Regions from separate parts of the Mus musculus genome. Here region 2 is linked to region 1. The links are chromatin contacts, called in public promoter capture Hi-C maps. All regions are on one chromosome and are shown on one strand. The core of a region is the stretch at or near the end of the contact, and the rest is flanking DNA. Distances in the headings are between cores, read along the strand shown. Region 1 holds the start of Rabl6 (RAB, member RAS oncogene family-like 6). Region 2 holds the start of Ralgds (ral guanine nucleotide dissociation stimulator).

Region 1 (3,718 bases), core at 328-2,827:
TCCCCCTCACTGCTGTGCCCACCTCCCCCTCACTGCTGTGCCCACCTCCTCCTCCTCACTGCTGTGCCCACCTCCTCCTCCTCCTCACTGCTGTGCCCACCTCCCCCTCACTGCTGTGCCCACCTCCTCCTCCTCACTGCTGTGCCCACCTCCTCCTCCTCCTCACTGCTGTGCCCTCCTTCTCCTCCTCACTGCTGTGCCCTCCTTCTCCTCCTCACTGCTGTGCCCTCCTCCTCCTCACTGCTGTGCTTACCTCCCCCATAGCTTTAACTCTATCCAGAAGAAGATGAAGAACATGCTAGAAGAGGAAGAAGCAAGACTCAAGCAGGCCCAAAACAACATGAATAAGGGCCAGCAGCTGCTGCTGGTCATCCAGACAGGTATTGACAACCTCTACATCCGGCTCATCGGCATCACCTTGCCAACCTTCCAGGTATCAGCCCCCGGGGAGGAGATGCTGTGTACAGGGTCCCTGTGTGGGACCACAGGAAAACCAGCTGCTCCTCTGACCCACAGAAAGAAATAGCAGTCTCTAACACTCTTGATGTGTACGGCAAGCTGGATTATTGTGAGGGAAAGCTTATCTACCTGGCTGAGCGCATGCAAACGTTGTCCAGAAATGAGGAGGTAACCCTGGGCCATGGAGGGGTCCCCACAAAGCCCATGTGCTCTCCAAGATGATAATGGGTGCTGCCCTGCAGGTTGACACAAAGGTGAGGGACACCTTGGAGTCATCAACTCTAAAAGAGAAACATAATACCAGAATTACCTTTGAGGACCCAGAGGAGGACATGATAGGTGAGGCTCTACATGCCGGCCACAGGAAGATGGAGAAGGACGACAAGAACAATAGCTGCAACTAGATAGGGTCTGAACTCAAGACAAGAGATGGCATACATGGTGACTGGGCGCTGAAGGGAAAGGTTTTAATCGATAGACGTTACAGAGGTTTCTTTTTCTGAGACAAAAGGGACGTATATCATGGGATGGGCCAGAAGGGAGCCCAGACCGAACTTTTAGAAGAATTTCTGCTACAGAGGCAAGGTGGGGTGAAAGGATAAGGACAGCTAGTGTGGATAATCTTGGCAAATCCTAGTTGTCTGGCACCTGGCCTTAGGTGACTTAGGGCAGGGGTCTCCAGTCATTGATACATGTCTGAAATGAGCTCCCGGCAGGAGATGGCCTATGGCAGCAAACGCCAACAGGTAGAGGTGGGAGGCTTCTGGAAAGAGGGTGGCAGCCACTCCTTTTCTTGCCTGTTCAGAAACCTTCCAGTTTGCGGATGTGGACCATAGTTACGTCCCTTCGCGGGCGGAGATAAAGAAACAGGCCCAACAGCTGATCGAGGCGAAGCTCAAGGGAGCCAAAAAGAAGAAAAAGTAAACCTGTCTGGGCTGTAGTACAGAAATAAACATTTTTCCAGAACTACACTAGAGGAAGGAGAAACCTCGGGACTCTTGAGGACCGGGAAGCTGATCGTTGGACCAGAGGGGGTTGGTGGCGGCGAGGTGGAGATGCTAGAAAAGGGCGGGACCTAGTGCGCTCTCTGCGCATGCGGCGGCTACGTGTCCCTTTTAGCGTCCCGTAGCCGCGCCGGCGCCAAGATGGCGGCGCTGACGGGTGCCTGGCTGCCGCGCCGAGGGCCGTGGAAGCCGGAGCGGAGCCACAGAGGCTGAGGCCCCAGAACCTCGCTCGAGGCCGCGCCCGCTCCGGCCTCGGGGGAAGCCTGGGCCGGCCGGACATGGTGCGGGGTGCGCTGTGCTGCTGCCGCTGCTGAGCTCGCAGGCCAGCCCGGCTCGCACGTCCAGCAGGAACATGTTCTCCGCGTTGAAGAAGCTGGTGGGGTCGGAGCAGGCCCCAGGCCGGGACAAGAACATCCCCGCCGGGCTGCAGTCCATGAACCAGGCGCTGCAGAGGCGCTTCGCTAAGGGGGTTCAGTATAACAGTGAGTGCGGGCCGCGCCGTCGGGCAGGCCGGGGCGGCTGGCAGGGCCCGGGGCGGCCACCCAGCCTACTAGGGTCTGGAAGAATCAGAGGGTAGGGGCGGACGGGTCCCTGGGTTCTGAGTAGTGGTCGTTCCTTGAGGGACATCACCTGACAGGAGACCTCCAGAGAACAGCTGTGCGGCGACACTAGCGGAGCAGCGGTGGAGGACCCTGATTGGCGCGGGTACCCTGCGGAGAGAGACCATTACATAACCCGAGGGTGCGCGCGCGGGGCTGCGTGTGCCTGCCTCCTCTCCGCCCCCCGCGCCTGCTCTCACTTGAGGCTCCTGAAAGTCGGAGGCTCCTGAAAGTCGGTCGCCTGTGGGCCTTGAGCCTTGATTTTGTTTTTTTGTTTTTTGTTTTGTAAGGGATATGCTTTTTTTTTTTTTTTAATTTCAAGAGGCTCTTAACTCTGCATCCCTGACCCCACAAGAAGAAAAGTCCGCTCTGCCCTTCGTTATAAATTATGTATGTTGTGCAGCGAGAAGCACACGGTTCTCTTGACCTCTTTAGAGTTTTTCCATTTGCAGGTTGAACAATCAAAAGATTCTTGGGCAATGTCGTGGTCTGATATTGTTTACTTCTAAACTATTTCTATACTGCAACATTTTTGAAGCGCGTGCGCGCACACATACATGCACTGGCACATACACACAGTTCACTGTAAGCTGTGCCTCACAGGGTCAGTGATATTTAGGTAATAATGTAACATTATGAAACTTACTAGGAGGATTTTTTGTGCAAATTTAGAAGCAAACAGTGTATGTGTGTTAACTTGGAAGTTTGTATTTCTCTTGACTGAGGAAGAGAATTGAGTCAAATATTCAGTGGTTTGTGTTCTTTGGAATCTATGTTTGGATTCTTTCGTTATTTTTATATAGTATTAATTTGCAGCCCAATTCTAGAAATTAGGCCTGAACTAGGAGCTTCTTGCTTTCTAAACTTACTACCCACTGGACCCACGCCCTGGGGTTCTAAAGAGGAGGGGTCTAGAAGAGCTGAAGTCTTCCATATTTTCCAAGATGCCTTACTTAAAGGAACAAACCTGCAATATAATAAATACAGATTCGGGATTCTTGTAAGAGTCTCCACATTTTGAATTGTCTGTTGCAGAATGCTGTCTGGGTGGCTCGGGAAGGCAGCACAACAATCTTTTGCAATATGTCAGGAGAATGAATAACTGAGGCAGGGAAAGCTGGACGAGCCTTTAATCCCATCACTTGGGAAGCAGGGGCAGCTGGGTCCTTTTTGGACCCTAATGGAATCCAGGACAGCATGGGCTACATAGTGAGACCCTGTTTCAAAAAAGCAATGGAAAAAAGAACAAACTCAAAGAAAACCAGAATTTTAACAACCATAGATCACTGGGAGTGGTCTGAATTTCAGAAGCAAAAAGAGGGAACTATGCCACCAGAGTAAAGAGAGTATACTAAAGAGCAGCACTGAGCTGATGACCTGGCCCTGCGCAGGCCAGAATGCGCTGTGCTCATGGTCAGTGTGGGATGGACAGCTGGCTGAGCAGAGGATCTCACAGAAACAGTCACTGCAGGGTGTTCTGTAGATAAGTGGAGCTTAAGCTGCAAAGGTAGACGTGGGAGTTACAAAGCAAAGGTAAGCAAAGGAATAGGTCCGAGTGCAGTAAGCCCTGAGTAAGCACTTGTTGTCAGTCACTGGTGATAATGTTTTCATAATAGACTGGGGGACTGGGTTGGATTGGGTTGGTTTGGTTTTTAA
Region 2 (3,625 bases), core at 99-2,598, 2.9 Mb before region 1:
AGGCACAGATAGCAGCAACCCATGCAGGAACAGAACCTTTCAACAGCCCTGCCACAAAGGGTCCTTAGGGATGTAGCCAGACAGAGTCAGAGAGAAGCTTGACACCCCCCTCCAGGAGTGATCAGGCTAGGCCCTTCCAGCACACAAAGCCGGAGACTCTGCCAGACATAATGAAAGCCAGATGAGTGCAGGGCTGGTGGTGGGCCGCCCACCACCAAGCTCCCCGGAGTCCCTCCCCAGCCGCCTCCAGGATGAGACCACTGGGTGAATGAGCAGCCTGGCTTGGGACACCTGCCAAGCACAAGAGGCCTCCTAGGCCTGGGGGCCCCATGACCAGAAGTTCCCGAGTATGCTTTGTCTGAGCCTTCTCTAGGCAGAGCAGGATGCAGGGCTGCCTTGGGATTCCACTACCCCTGGGGCATGGTGGCAGGTGTACACTAAGGTGAAAGGAAGAGGGCACTGCTGGGTGTCCCTGCCCAGGACACTAGAAACAAGCTCCTACCCACATTCACTATTCCCACCACCCACACATAAGGGCATGGTCTCTGAATCTTCCAGCCCATCCCACTCCCTTCCTGCCACTGCCTCCTCTGAACAGCCTCGATGTTCCCGGGTCATTAGACCTATGTCTGACTCAGTGATGGGTATTCAAAGGCCCCTGAGGTCCCACTCACCTCTGGGGAGTTTAGGGCTGTGCCACCACAACCACTTGCTGGCCCACTATATTGTGGCCTCCTCGTGTCACGCGCCCCATTGACAAGGGTTTGAAATGAGGATAGGCCCTCGTGGTTGGAGCATTCACACACCACAGGCGTGTAAATAGTGACAGCATGGAGGGGCTTAAAGGTTTGACTGACTGCAGTAATTGGGGTTGTCACACCTGTGATGAGTGGGAGCAGGTACTGGGATGAATTGAGGGGGCACGGGAATTCAGCTCTGATTCCCCACCTACTGCTGAGGGTGTGCTGGAAGCTGTAATGCCCAACTGGCTGCCCCAGGGCTGATACAGCAGGGGGACTTCTGAGGAAGGAACCCCCCAGCCACACACAATGCTGCAAAGGACGTTGGGCTCACCCACCTCCAGGCGCGGCAGATCAGGGTCGAGCTGCGTGAAGCTGTGCAGCACCACTGGGCAGCTGTCGGGGACGCCCACCTCCAGGCGCACGGCGTCCCACACGCTGCGGCTGCGCCGGGAACCGGGAAACAACGGCTCGGTGCCCCCTATGGGCCCGGCCGCCTCAGCCCACATGCGCTGCACCATGGACGACTCACGGTGGCGCGGGTGGCCGGCGGGCCGCGAGACCCGGGGCAGCGCGGGGCGCAGGGCCGGCGCGGCTCCGCGCTGCCTGCGCTCTGCGCCAGAGGCCGGGCCTCGCTGATGTCAGCTGGGGGCGTGGGCTGCTGGGGGAGTGGTTTCAGAGGGGGCGTGGGCCTCCTCTAGTTGGCAGGCCTGGTGGACAGCGCTTGCATACACAGTCTATGTATTGTGTGGGCGGCCCGTGATGCTGTTTTGCTGAAATCAGATCCACTTCCCGGGAATTCCAGTTACAACACCCCCTAGCTCTGTAGCCTCAGTTTCTTCACCTGGAAAGTATGGGTAATGAAAATGACTTCCTCCAAGAGTGTGACTGGGAGGATGTCAATGAGGTCACTGACTATGTGCTCATATATTAGAGTATGGGGAAGGGTGACCCTGAGGATTGATTGGGCTCAGTGTCCACAGGGCGTTGGCATCCAGTCCAAGCTCCATTGGGAGAGGGATGCTTCCAGCCTCAGCTCCAGTCACCACAGTCATGCACAAACTAGACAAACCTACTATGCAAAAGCAATGCTGGTTACCACTAGGTGAGGTGGCGTACTTTTAAAGGCTTGTTTATTTTATTGTATGTGTACTGTTATTTGCCATGCATGTGTGTACATTGCAGACATGGTAGACGCTGATGCCTGAGGGGAACAAACTGTGAATGCTGGGCCATCTCTCCCGCCACAAGGCCTAAATTTTCTTTGAAATTTTTAATTGTCAGAAAGTATTTTTATGAACAGGCTCCAGTGAATATGATTTAAGAAAAAGATAGGCAGATTTGGCTAGGTGTGGAGATCCCCTAAGGCTGCTCAGAAGCCCGGGCTCTGCCCTATCTCCAGGAAGTCCAGGCGTGTGGGGGTATATCACAGGAAGGCAGTGGCTCCCACACATTCTGTAGGCTTTTCCCCAGCCCCATTCCTGGGCCAAGGACCCGGCAGCAGCTCAGCTTTGTTTCCTGACCCTGCTGCTCTCTCCTATTCTGGCTTTCTTTTTCTAAGGGCCACTTCTCTCTGATACTTAGTCCCCAGGCGTCAACCCTGCGGGCAGGCCGTCGGCAGGCAGGCTGCCTCCAGACACACTAATTGCAGGGATGGACGGTGGCAGAGGTGAGGTTCCATCATCTACTCTGCTTTTCTGGTTGCTGTCCACCTGTTTTATCAAGTTCCTTTCCTGTCTCGCTCTGCATTTCCCTCCTGGGAAGTCTGTTCATGGATATCACATGCACAGACACAGAAACACAGACACACATATGTGTAGGCAGATACACAGAGACATAAAGCCACACAGACAGACAGACAGACAGACAGACAAGCTCCTCACTCCCATAGGCCAACAGCTCAAGCCTTTTTACTCTGACCCCCTTTCACCAATATAAGTGTCCCCATGTTCCTGCCTGCTGCCCTAGACCCCACAGGGCTCACACCCTCAGCATCCCCAGCACCAGCTGTGACTTTTTAGACACTTCCCAGAAAGCAGAGCCCTCCCCAAGGCCTCCTAAGCATTCCCTCATGATTAGCCCCCAGCCTACAGGGAATATCCTTTATCAAGAGCAGGCCCATCAAAAGAGAGGGGATAAGGACAGCATATGTGGGATAGTGAAGAACGTCTTGCAACCCACACCTAAATCTAACCATCACTTGGGGAACAACAGGAGTCAGAAGGATAGCCTCCACACACCACCAGCCTGCAACCTATGGAAATCCAGCCTATAGGACAGACAGACAAACAGGTTTTGCTTTGCTAACAAATATATGGGGGTGTGGAGGTACACAGAAAGAAGAGATACCAGCCAGTATGTGGGTTTGTGAACCTGATATGAACAAACTGACTGTTGAGTAGCAAGGCGATGCACTCTAGGATACCCAGCAGGATCCTGAAATAAGAGGAACAGTGAACCACAATGGTCAGAGCAATGACCCAGGCAGCCAGGTTGCTCCCTAAGCAAGCACTGTTTGAGTATAGCGGGCAAAGGGATGACTTCACGTGGGAGGCGTGGCGAGGGGAGAAAAGGCTTGATTTCATTATGTTGCTCAGAACAGCAAGAGATCTGATTCTAGAATTTTCCATTTAATATTTTTGGAGCAGGGTCAACCTTAGGTAGCTGAAGACTACCACAAATTGATGGCACGGATGCTGCTGCTCCTCCTCTTCCTCTTCCTTTTTTGTTTTTGAGGCAGGGTTTCTCTGCATAGCCCTAGCTGTCCCGGAACTTGGAGATCCGCCTGCCTTGCCTCTGAGTGCTGGGATTAAAGGTGTGTGCCACCATGCCTGGCTGGACACGGACATCTGGACTTGGACGTTGTTTCTTAGCTGCCACTATGG

Evidence for each region. Promoter capture Hi-C pulls out the DNA fragments that hold promoters and counts their contacts.
Region 2: a contact with region 1 is called in a promoter capture Hi-C map of pre-B cells, with 3 times the contacts expected there. The contact joins the promoter of Ralgds here to the promoter of Rabl6 in region 1. A contact is called at or near these places in 2 of 39 promoter capture datasets (liver and pre-B cells).

What each region holds. Positions count from the first base shown.
Region 1 is chr2:25,606,340-25,610,057 of GRCm38.p6, reverse strand. It overlaps Rabl6 (RAB, member RAS oncogene family-like 6), which reads left to right and starts at 1,577. Exons shown (of 15, transcript NM_001024616.2): 1 at 1,577-1,945. The coding sequence starts at 1,816. Ccdc183 (coiled-coil domain containing 183) reads left to right here. Exons shown (of 14, transcript NM_029859.1): 11 at 265-433; 12 at 517-627; 13 at 702-798; 14 at 1,265-1,429. The coding sequence ends at 1,383. Fcnaos (a long non-coding RNA gene) reads right to left here and starts at 728. Exons shown (of 8, transcript XR_003954003.1): 1 at 589-728.
Region 2 is chr2:28,531,187-28,534,811 of GRCm38.p6, reverse strand. It overlaps Ralgds (ral guanine nucleotide dissociation stimulator), which reads right to left and starts at 1,348. Exons shown (of 18, transcript NM_001145835.1): 1 at 1,079-1,348. The coding sequence starts at 1,261.